2 separate regions of the Rattus norvegicus genome follow, and region 2 is linked to region 1. The links are chromatin contacts, called in public Hi-C maps. All regions are on one chromosome and are shown on one strand. Each heading gives the region's core, a stretch centred on a gene start, on an enhancer-like site or on the middle of the called end of the contact. The rest is flanking DNA. Distances are from core to core; before and after follow the strand shown.

Evidence for each region. A called contact is a pair of places that touch in the nucleus more often than the background predicts.
Region 2: a Hi-C map of liver shows a contact between it and region 1, with 2.8 times the contacts expected there. The contact joins the promoter of Mtpn here to the promoter of Stmp1 in region 1. A contact is called at or near these places in 3 of 12 Hi-C or Micro-C datasets (hepatocytes, liver and mammary epithelial cells).

What each region holds. Positions count from the first base shown.
Region 1 is chr4:64,891,469-64,897,134 of GRCr8, forward strand. It overlaps Stmp1 (short transmembrane mitochondrial protein 1), which reads left to right and starts at 3,195. Exons shown (of 3, transcript NM_001195504.1): 1 at 3,195-3,303. The coding sequence starts at 3,289.
Region 2 is chr4:65,151,573-65,157,238 of GRCr8, forward strand. It overlaps Mtpn (myotrophin), which reads right to left and starts at 2,231. Exons shown (of 4, transcript NM_024374.4): 1 at 2,041-2,231. The coding sequence starts at 2,112.

The DNA of each region.
Region 1 (5,666 bases), core at 1,945-4,444:
TACTTTAAAATAACTCCATTTCAGGCTGGAGAAGTGGCTGGGTGAGTAAGAGCCCTTGCTATACAAGCAAGGAGTCGGGACCTAGGAACCAACAGAAAGAGCTGGTCGTGGCTGCATAGGTGGCTTTATCTGCAGTGCTGCGGGGGCATTGATAGGAAGGAGGCTTTCTGGGGCTTGCTAGCCAGTTATCAGCCTAGCCCTGGGGGAAAGAAGCTGGAAGGTGACAGCATAGGACATCAGATGCTCTCCTTTGGTTTCTACATGTGCACAAGCACATGAACTACATGTGTGTTCACAGTGAGTAATTTGTTCCAGGTCCTTTGTGAGAAAAGTATAATAGGGTTAGTGCCCCATGACCTCCTGAGCCTCCTCCCAGAGCGTGGCATCTTTTTTTTTTTTTTTTTTTAAAGATTTATTTAGCCGTCTTCAGGCACACCAGAAGAGGGCACCAGATCTCATTACAGATGGTTGTGAGCTACCATGTGGTTGCTGGGAATTGAACTCAGGACCTCTGGAATAGCAGTCAGTGCTCTTAACGACTGAGCCATCTCTCCAGCCCCCCTATTTTATTTTATTTATTTATTTATTTTAAAGACGTGGCATCTTTTAATTCATTGCTTCTTACTCATGGTTGTTACTTCTAAGTGTGAGCCCATAGGCTGCCCATAGTAATATGAGTAGTATTACTTTGCAGAGCAAAATACAGTGTTTGTATTTTTCATACCGTATGAAACAATGTGTAAGTTGCTTTTCATTCGGTGTGGTTTCTGATAGTTTTGTATTCTTATAATTACTGAAGTTAGTTACCTGTTGTACAAATGCTCTGATGTCTGCCTTATGCTATAATGGGATCTGTAGACATATTTTGCCAGTTGGAGTCCTCAGTATATGTTCATATCTCCTTGGCGAGACAAACCATGTAGAGGGTTTCTGCACATTATGTTAACTAGAAGAGGAAATCCTGCTGGGAAGTCCTGATTTTACCAGCCATCACTCCTTTTCTTATGTGTCTGCCCCAATGTAGCCTAACCTGCGGGGTGAGAGGTCTTTGTCACATCATTGATAACACCTTTCATTGTTATACGTGTATGTATGTGTAAGTGGAGATTAGAGGTTAGTTTGCCTTAGATGTCACGAGTCAGGTACTCTGCATCCTACTGTTTGAAACAGGGTCTCTTGCTGGCTTGGAATCCACAGACTTGGGCTAGGCTGGCTGGCTGGCAAGCCCCAGAGATTTTCTAGTCTCTCTTCCCAGTACCGGAACTCAGGCCCTCATGCGTGTGTAGCAAGTACTTTACTGACTGAGCCATCTCACAGCCCTAATTGTTGTACTTTAAAGAACCCATCTGAGGGATGTAAAGTGGTATCTCACTTGGTTTGCTCTGTGTGCACCATTGGCCCTCCTTTTGCTTTTTTTCTTTCTTTGTTGGGTGTGGTAGAGTTTACTGCTGTCATGAAACACCATGACCAAAAGGCAAGTTGGGGAGGAAGGGGTTTATTCTGCTTATACTTATGTATCACTGTTCATTGCCTAAGGAACTCAGGACAGGAACTCAAGCAGGCCAGGAACCTGGAAGCAGGAGCTGATGCAGAGGCCATGGAGGGGTGCTGCTTACTGGCTTGCTCCCCCTGGCTTGCTCAGCCTGCTTTCTTATAAGAACCCAGGACCACCAGCCCAGGGATGAGTCCACCACCATGGGCTGGGCCTTTCCCCATTGATAACTAAGAAAATGCCTTGCAGCTGGATCTTAGAGGAGGCATTTTCTCAATTGAGACTCCCTTCTCTTTGATAACTCTAGTTTGTATCAGGTTAATATGAAACTAACCAATACATTGTGTTATTTTTTTTTAATGGGCAGAAGTGATTATATAAATTGAGAATGCCCCACTGTACATTCTCTGCAGATATTAAAGTCCACTGGGTTATTTTTCTCAATTTAAGTACATTTTAGTATGCCAAACCTACTGACTTTTTCCTTGGTGGTGTGTGATCTTTATATCTGGTTTTTTTTTTTTTTTTTTCCCTCTAATCAGCTCTTTTGTCAGTTTAGTAGAGGGGTTGGGAGAAGGGAGAGGGAGAGAAATAATGAAACGGATGGATAGAGAAACAGACTAGGTATGGTGGTGGAGAAAGTTTGTTGTAGATGAAAGGGAGACATATAGCCTGAAGCAAGGATATCTGGGAGCCCAGAGGACTTGACCTCGATTGATCTGGACCAGAGAGAAGAGAGAGGGGGAGAGGGAGAGGGACAGAATGAGGTAGAGGGGCTAAAAGAGCAAAGGAACAAAAGGTTCGGTAACCAAAATGGCTGGATTATATAGGAAAGACTCAGGAGGAAAGGCAGCCCAGCTCCTAGGTTGGTGAGTTTTGGGTAGAGGCATGTGCCAGCCACACCCTGTAACAGGTTGGGACTGAGGGACGCTGGGAGAACCGGGAGGTCAGGCCTACTTTGATATGTTAAAGTCATCTCAGCCATTGTCCCAGGGCTTGAGGCTTAACGTTCCTCACTAGGCCCAGCTAGGATTTGTTTTTCTGTTGTTCGAAGCAGGAGTCCCATTTAAGTGGATAAAGATGAATTCCGAAGGCTGAGAGCAAAGTGAGAAGGGTGGTTTCGATGTGCTCCTGTATGGGGGTGGCCAGTAGTGCGGCGGGGCAAGAGTGGGTTTGCCTTTGGCCCCTACATAGTAGATGATTCGCGCTCTACTTGCGGCAGAAGTAAACTTCATATAGAGTAGGTGGTTGCTGGTGGCTGCCAGCAATCACTACTTGGATCCAGTAGTGCCAGACTCCGAAGATCTCTCTCCATCATCTACCACGGGTCCAAGGACTACCCCTAACTAGGCTGCATAACGCATTTGTGGACTTTCAAAAAATGGAAACTTTTCCCGCTTTTGTCTGAGAGTCGGCTGTGGTGGGGATTAGGGTGGACTTTGTAATGGCTCCCAGGAGAGTCAGCTGCTCACCTGGCATGGAACCCGCTCACCCTGGTTCAGTAGGTAGGGAGCCCCAGGTCTGACTGTGTTAACACAACTGCCAGAGTCCTTGTTATAATGTGAATCCCTGGCCTGCAGTTATAGGAGACTGGTTGATCCTGTTTCCCGAGATGGCCGTCAGGGGGCGCTGCGGCTCTGCGAGTCGCTTCCGGGAATGGAGAGGGCGGGGCGGGGTGGGGCGGGGTGTAAACCGGAACCTGGCGGCGGGTTCCGCCCTCGCGCTGGGGCGGAGTCTCGGAGCAGTGCTGGAGCTGAAGCATCTTTCACACCCTCCTCACCCTCCCCACCGACATCATGCTTCAGTTCCTGGTGAGTGGGGTCGCCGAGGATCGGGCCCCGCGGTCGCCTCGTCCTTCCCGGGGTCCCAGGTCGGCGGTGCACGGCTCTGGAGTCCTGGCTCGAGCCGGTCGTTGCCCCTCGGGTTTACTCGCGATTTTCCTCTGGCCTCCTCCTGAGTCCTTGGGTCTTTGCCTGGGTTTATATGCAGTCATTCAAGTTCCGAAAACTTTGGGGTATCAGCGAAATTGCTGCGTTTTCAAAAACCACTTACTGTGAGCTATTTGCGCAATTCTCGTAGTAAGTTTGATCGGAGAAGTCCGTAACGACTTGGCTCTTGTCCTCTCCCAAGACCCTCCCGTAGACCCCATCTATTATTCTCAGCTTTTTTGAGGCCCTAGAGTGCCTTTCACACGCTGTGCATTCGTCAGCCACCTCACGAGGTCGGAGAGAGAGATCCACAGTGCCCTCCTTTGCCCGCTTTGAGGAGTGAGTCAGAGTGCCCTACAAGTAACTTGTAAAAACCTCCCTCTCCCCACACACCCTTTCAAGTCTCCTTTTTGAGCTAAAAAGTTTTCTGGCAAAAATCAAGTATTTCTAAAATTGCCTGTTGAGGATTCTAGGGAAACTTGCCAGTCAATTTTTCAGATGAAAGTTTTCAAACTTTCTGTTTCATCCTCTAGTTCTAATAAAGCAGATATCCTCTTTCTTTCAGATGGTCCCTGGCCACTTGGTGCTCTGAGAATAAATCGTTTTTAATCCCGTTACCCTAAACTGGATTGTTGACATAAACTGTCCCACAAAGACTGCTGCTCCGTTGCCTCTGGGTCTTTCTCCAGTGTCCTTAGTAGGCCTTAGAGGTAGGAGTAATTAGTAATTTATTTGTTAGGAATCACTTTTAAAAGCACCGTCAACCAGCTAGTGTAAGGTGGTATGATTGGCCCTTCCACTGCATTTGTAGGGAGAACATTAATTCAATATACCCTTAACTTTTTAAGCGATTTGCTGAACGAGTCTATAAAATATGGGACTAAACTGTTCCATACTTACAAGGATTTTGATTGGAGAATTCAAATTTTTCAATATTTAAGGAGAGACGCTGAAGCTGACCATTAGATTCTTAGCTCAGGTGCAACTGTTGTTCCTTCTCTTGCCTGGGGTCTGTCTCCTCTTCCTTGCTGTGGTTGGTCAAAGTGGATACAGATGTACAGAGGTGGAATCAACTTTCCTTGTGTGGAACTTGGTCAAACACTGTTCATTTCTGCAAATCTTACTTTTTTTAACATTAGCCATTTCAACTGTTTTCTAATGTTTAAAAGTTTAGACTCTAGAATCACACTTGAATTTGTACCCTATCCTTAATCTCAAGATGTGTGTGTGTGTGTGTGTGTGTGTGTGTGTGTGTGTGTGTGTGTGTGTGTGTTGGTTGGCGGTTGGGGGAGGTTGGGCAGATTTAAATTTTCTGTGTTTCAGTTTGCACCTTGTGAGGTTTCTGAAGGAGCCAATACATTAAACCCTTAAGCATTAGCACTTAATAATGGTTGAGATCTGCCATTTCTCTTTTGTAAGGAATTGGAAATGGGAACTGGCCTCCCACCAACAGATGACAGGAGAGGGCTGGGTGTGATGTGTGTGTGTGTGGGGGGCGGGGAGCTGAATACTTTGTAACCCCTAAGATGTTGAGTTTGATTGTGTTGCGTGTGTGTTTCTATCCTCCAGTTAAAATGGATACCTAGTATCCCTATTTCCATACTGCACTGGATACCTAGTATCCCTATTTCCACACTGCACTGACAGCTTGCTCCTAGCTTTGCTGAAGTTCTTCTAAGGAACTCTTAGATGGGACTGGCCTAAGGGTACTGCTGTGAGTTTCATAGCACCTGAATACGGCTACAGTTGCTGTGACTCTTACCCCTGGGGCCCCACAGCAGCTTCTAACTTGAATCACCTCCTCCTAACTCATTCCCATTCAGCTTTTGGGGCCTGTGTACTGTGCTGTCTAGGTTCTGTTCTGTGTGATAACTCAAAATCGCACAGTGAGGATGACTGACCACTGCTCTTGCAGAGGAGACCATATCTGGGTGTAGCAGCTGAGAGGCTCCCTGTCTGTAATCTTGTCACTGGCTGCTTGCTTCTGCTCTTAGTTCCTGTGGATTGCTCAAGTCCTGAGCTGGCTGTGCTCCTTAGGGGGCGGGCTCCTCCTCAAGCCGGCACCTTTTACATCAGCTTCCAGAACAACCTTGAGTCCTGCTCTGTGATTCCAGATCCCTGGTATCAACTGTTAGTGTCTTCCCTTTGCCTTTCTCTCAGCCTCCTCTCATCTGGATTGATTATTCCTGCTTTCCCAATCCTTTCCCCACACACTTAATTTTCACCGCTGAAATGCTGGCATAATC
Region 2 (5,666 bases), core at 981-3,480, 260 kb after region 1:
ATACTACGATTTAAAAGAACATAGCATCTACTATCCAAAGGCTCAGGGCCTACCTAATGAAGGACAGATATGCAGGAAAACCACAGTGTGAAACAGGATAAGAAGCTGCGCTCAAGATCATTTAAGGTGAAGTGTTGTTCTTTTGGGGGTGGGGAAGAGGTGCTATTTAGGCTAAGAGGACGAACATGAGTTCATGAGCTGGGAGGCTAACTGGTGAAGCTGAGTTGGTCATAAAGAATGTAAGTGCACATGGACAAATCTAAAGCAAGAAGTACAAGTCAGGGTCTGGAGTGCAGCTCTCAGACAGAGAGGAAAAGCAATCTCCCAATACAACACAATGTCCCAGTAGACCAAAAGAAAGAGTTGGAGTGATGTCGAGTCACAAGATATATAATCTATCATCAAGTTAGAGAAGGAAGTTTACTGAGAAAAATAATATACTTAAATAAACACTGATCCCTTCAGCGAACTATTGAAGACGATGAGAATGGAGAATGGGCAAACCAAATCAAGAAAATACAGTGGGGGCTAGAACTGCAAGACTGGAGAGCGAAGCAAGGGAGTCTTGACAACCCTCAGATATGTAGGACGATTGCCCGATTTCTAGTTTGGATGAATGGTTGGTTCAGTCATGAAGTTGTAAGCTAACACTGCTACAACACAAACAGTCTCATGCATGTTATTTTTTGGTAACATGTAACTTTTTTGTCACTTAAGTCTTTATTAATGTTTTGTATTCTAAATCCCTTAAGTCTGAGCAGGGGCTGGAAAAACAAGGGCCACTTACTTGGAGAGAATAGTGTGGTGTTCCGCTAGTGGTTGATGTATTTTTCTATAACCCTACATTGAAGAGGTGGTGGTTCAGGTTTCTATCTGCTACTAGCTAAGGCAGTTCAGAAGGCAGCCTGCCTTAAACATCCATTGCAAACAACTAAGCAGAACAAATACATGTGAAAAATCTAAATTATAATTGCATCAGGTGGAGAAAAAACTATCAGCCTTGTACAATCCTGTAGTTACAAACAAACAAACAAACAAAGCTGCTTCTGCTTGCTTTCTAACACAGGCCTGTGAGGCAGGATACTACTGCTCACACCTTTTAAGAATTAAAATCTTGACCGCAGGCTCACACTTTTGGAAGAGGACCAAGATGTTCGCAGTTGTTGCAAAATTCTACTTTTGGAAAATAATTTTTAAAAAAATTATGCTAGTTCTCCTTAAAATTACAAAAAGTGCAATTTTAAGACGCAAAGGCAGGCTAGCTTAGAACTTTCCAAGTACCTCACAAAGTGGATTTATTTCTATTAATTAGGGTTCGGCTTTGAATTTGGGCTTCTTAACAATATATATATACATATATATATATATGTATATATATATTTATACTTTAACCCTAAACATAGCGTGATTAGACTGCAGTACTGTTTACTACACACACATGGACTTCAGATGAAATCATGGAGTACCCAAAGTTAAAAGGCTTTTTGGAAACGAATCAGATTTCCTAACACCCTAGCTGCAACCTTATCAGTCGAAGCAAATGATACACACACGAACATATATTGTGTGATGTAGGAGAGAAAAAGGGCCACACCCAAGTTAAGACTTTCACAGTGAAGTGACACCAAGTTTCAGAAATTTAACTATGGCTATTTTGGGCAGCTAATTTCACGGTTAACGAATCCTCTGAATCCGTTCCACCTCCACCAGGCCGCACGTTCAAGAAATCGTTCCTGTTTCTAACTGCTTAGGTTACTCCTCAGGAACCCGCAAGGCCTAGATGGAGAAATGCCCCATTCAAAGACTCCAGTAACCGGTGTAGCAGAGGGCCGGCCTGTAACGATCGAGAGAGACTACCAAGGCGCCAGTTAACCGAGGGGGTGAGAGAGGCCACAGCCGCCTTAGCAACACAGCGGTTACCCGGCACCGAAGGGCCACACAGATCCAGGCCCTTCGGCATCCAGGAGTCTCCCCCGCCGGCCCTGTTCCTGGTGCCCCGTGGGCTTCACGATCACCCCACCTCAGCGCATCCCCGCTCACCTTAGCCACATAGTCCTTCACCTCATCCAAGTCTCCGTTTTTCAGGGCCCACATGAACTCCTTGTCGCACATCACTGCAGCGGGATGGGCCGGCGGGTCGGGCAGAAGCGGCGATTACGCCCGACGAAGGACACGAGGAAACGACGTGCCTCAGGCAGCCGAGCGGGCGAGACTGTGGGCCGCGGCTAGCGTTCGGGCAGGAGAAAGTACTTTTGCAGCGGTTGGGCCCAGCAGAGCAGGTTCCGCCTAGCTGAAGAGAAGCAGGACGCTTGCACTTCCGGTTCACGCCCCGCTAGGGCCCGCCTCCGACTTCCTCTTCCTCTTCCTCTCACCAGAAAGCTCTGCTCCAGACCCCGCCCCGACGGCTTACCTCAGGAGGGCCACTTGTGCGCACGCGCATTATCCTAGCAAGCCAAGAAGAGTAGAAGCTGGTCCAGTGGGTGGAGCCGAGAAGCTGAGTAAAATATCCCTGGAGGTCAGGAAAATCAGGGGCTAAACCTGTGGAGGTGTTGGTTGAGTGTAGGACATTCCTGCTCCACTACTGAGGGGAAAGTTAGTTTCGAGGACTCACTTTCTAATAATTTTAATAATTTGTAATAATAATGTGTTTAGATTATCTCCGTCTTACTTTTCTGCTTTAAACTAATAATTAAGGAAAACAAACAAAAAACCCAACCCACTCTCAAAACATTTTGATTGAGAATTTCATGTATTCATAGATCATGTTTTGAGGTAATCCGTTCCTGAGTCCCTTCCCAACCACACTGCCACTTTTCCTTCGCAACTTTATGTGACCTCGCTCCTTACATAAAAAAGACTTATTTTTACTTATGTGTATGATTGTTTTGACAAAATATGTACATTTATGTGCACCAATGTGTGTGGTTGCCGGAGGAGGCAAGAGGAAGCATAAAATCTCAGAAAGCTAGTTACAGACAGCAGTAAGCCTTCTTGTGGGCCATGCTAGGAATCAAGCTGGGGAGCCTCTGTTAGAGCAGCTAGTGCTCTTAACTAACCTCTGAGCCATCTCTCCAGCATGTAGGAATATAAATCTACATGCCCAACAAGGACACCTTTCTGGAAGGAAACTTTAGTTAAAAAAATTGTGAGGTGAAGTTTGGTTCCTCACAAACCTATCCCAGGATGTCCGAGTTACAGGACATGGAAAGCTCTTGGTTCATCACTAAGCCAGACTTCTCCTGTGTGACCTATTCTTACTGTCAGCATTTCACCCGAAAGTCTTAAGCTTAGTATATTTAGAATAGGATCGTGTCTTATAGATTCTAAACTTAGCTAAGTTTCCATACTCCATGGTTCTGTAAACAGCTTCACCGAATCACAATGGCTCCAGCTATTCCCAACTCTCCCCTAACCCAACCTTCAAAGGCCCTCAACACTTCTCAAAATTGGTTGGCTTCTTGTAGAGTTCAGTTGATCCCTACAGTCACCCAAGCAGACAGAGCTAGGCTTTTAGCTAATCTCATTTTTATTTTCACCATGTTCCAGGTGATTTTTTTCACTCTTCTGATTTCTTCATTGTTTTAAAGCACAAACAGAGCACCCACTTCCTGTTCTAAGTGTCCAGTAGCTTCCTAGTGTATGTCCTGTTTGTCCATTAGACCAGGGCCCTCTGTGACTCCCCTGGACAATCCTAACCCACGATGCTCCCTTAACCATTGTCTCTCGAATGTCCACATATTTTACCTTCTGTCATTTTCAGAAAAAAACAGCCTAGGGCCTTTATGTATCCTATTTCCTGTTTAGGATTCTATTTTAATTCTTGATGCTGCTTTTTCATCTCTGAGATTTACATGCAGAGGCTTCTAAAACTGCTCATTTCAATCCTGTAGCCTATTTTTTTTTCAGTTTACAGTGTTTAGCCCAAAGATTTTCCATCACTTTTTTAAAATTTACCTATTTTGAAAGATCTTTGTGGTATTCAGTAAATGATTGTTTTTGTCTGTCTGTATGCTCGAGAGAATGGCTCTTCCTGGATTCCTTGTAGTTGACTAATTTCATGTAACTAATTTTGGCCGATGAGTACAAGTGACATGAGTCATCACTAGGCTGGCTAGTTCAAGACTCTTTAGAACCCAGTCTTTCCTCTCTGCTGTAGCAACGGACAGCATTCAAGGCAATGATGACATAGGCAGTCAGGGGTCCTGAAAGAGCTCGCCCCATCCTATGATGAACATGTGGTGTGAATGAGATAGATTGCTGTTTTAACCACCGAGACTTGGATGTTTATTCCTGGAGCAGTGCTGATTCAATCTTGATGAATTAAGAAATAATTTTCAGTTTGGGGAAGGAGTGTATAAAACCAGTGAATGAATCACTTTGACTTAGGGACCAGGTAGAAAAGGAAACGATAGAAGTTGTGAGGGCGGTGATTCTTGTTCATAGGAGCAGAAGCTTGGGAAAGACTCTCTTGAGAACACAGGGAAGTCTAGAGACAGATAATGCAGTCTACATGCTTGTGGCTGTGCGGGAAAGGCTGGGAACGGAAACCCAGTTCTCCATGTTGGTAAATACTGACAAATAAATTACCCAAAACAGTAAAGGAAAAGATCAGCTTGGGGAATAACTGTCCAGTTTGGAAATAAATACGCAAGTGAGCCCAAGAGATGCTGCAGCAGTTACGAGCTACTCTTGGAGCAGGGAGTTCGGTTCCCAGCATCCAACTTGGGCAGCCTAGAACTAACTGCCCGTAACTCCAGCTCCATGGATCTAGTGCCCTCTTCTGTTCATCACTGGCACTGGCACTCATGTGTGCATCCACACACACAGATACAGGCATATGTACACAGTTAAGAATAAAATGTTTGGGAAATGAAATCAACTATAGGGAATCAAAAATGTAGAAATACGAACAACTCCAACAAACAAGTGGTTTTCACTTTCAGTTATTAAAGATATGCAAAAAGGGCAGAGAGAGAGAGAGAGAGAGAGAGAGAGAGAGAGAGAGAGAGATATTTCAGTAATGCAAAATAGCACATGTATTGCCTGCCTAATAGGCTGATAGACATGACCGGGCTGAAGGCACATAGAGCTCACTTGGGTGAACTGTAGAATAGCTGACTGAAGTTCTGAAATTGAGCGTAAAATACCTGTCCATCATAGTTATAGAAAACTGGATAGTCTTGAAATGGCTCAGGGCCTCTTCCTCTGGGTACAGAAAAGGCTTGAGAAAGTTGCTTGTCCTCTAAGGACCACATAGTCTCCAATACTTACTCAAGATGACAAGTTAGATCACGGAAAAGAACCCTCCAGGAAGATGTATCTAAGAACTGCCAAAAGCCATGAACTGGAGGAAGAAGGTGCTGTGGGTCAGAACTGGGGCCTAATCAAAGACCATCCCCTCCTCTCTGGGGCTCCTCACAATGCCTGGGCATGATTGCAAAACTGCCACAGACTATAATTTGTGTCTCTGTCCTATTCTTCCTCTTTCTGAATTCGAGTGGTTATTGTGGTTATCGTGTTCCCACACGTATCTGTGTACTAGGTCCAAGGGCAAGGATACTTTGTTATCTCAGGTCATGTGTCTCCAGATCAACAAAAGGCAAACACATCCTACTGTGAGACTCTGGACTTCAGCTTCATGCTCTATTGGCCTATACTGTTTGTTT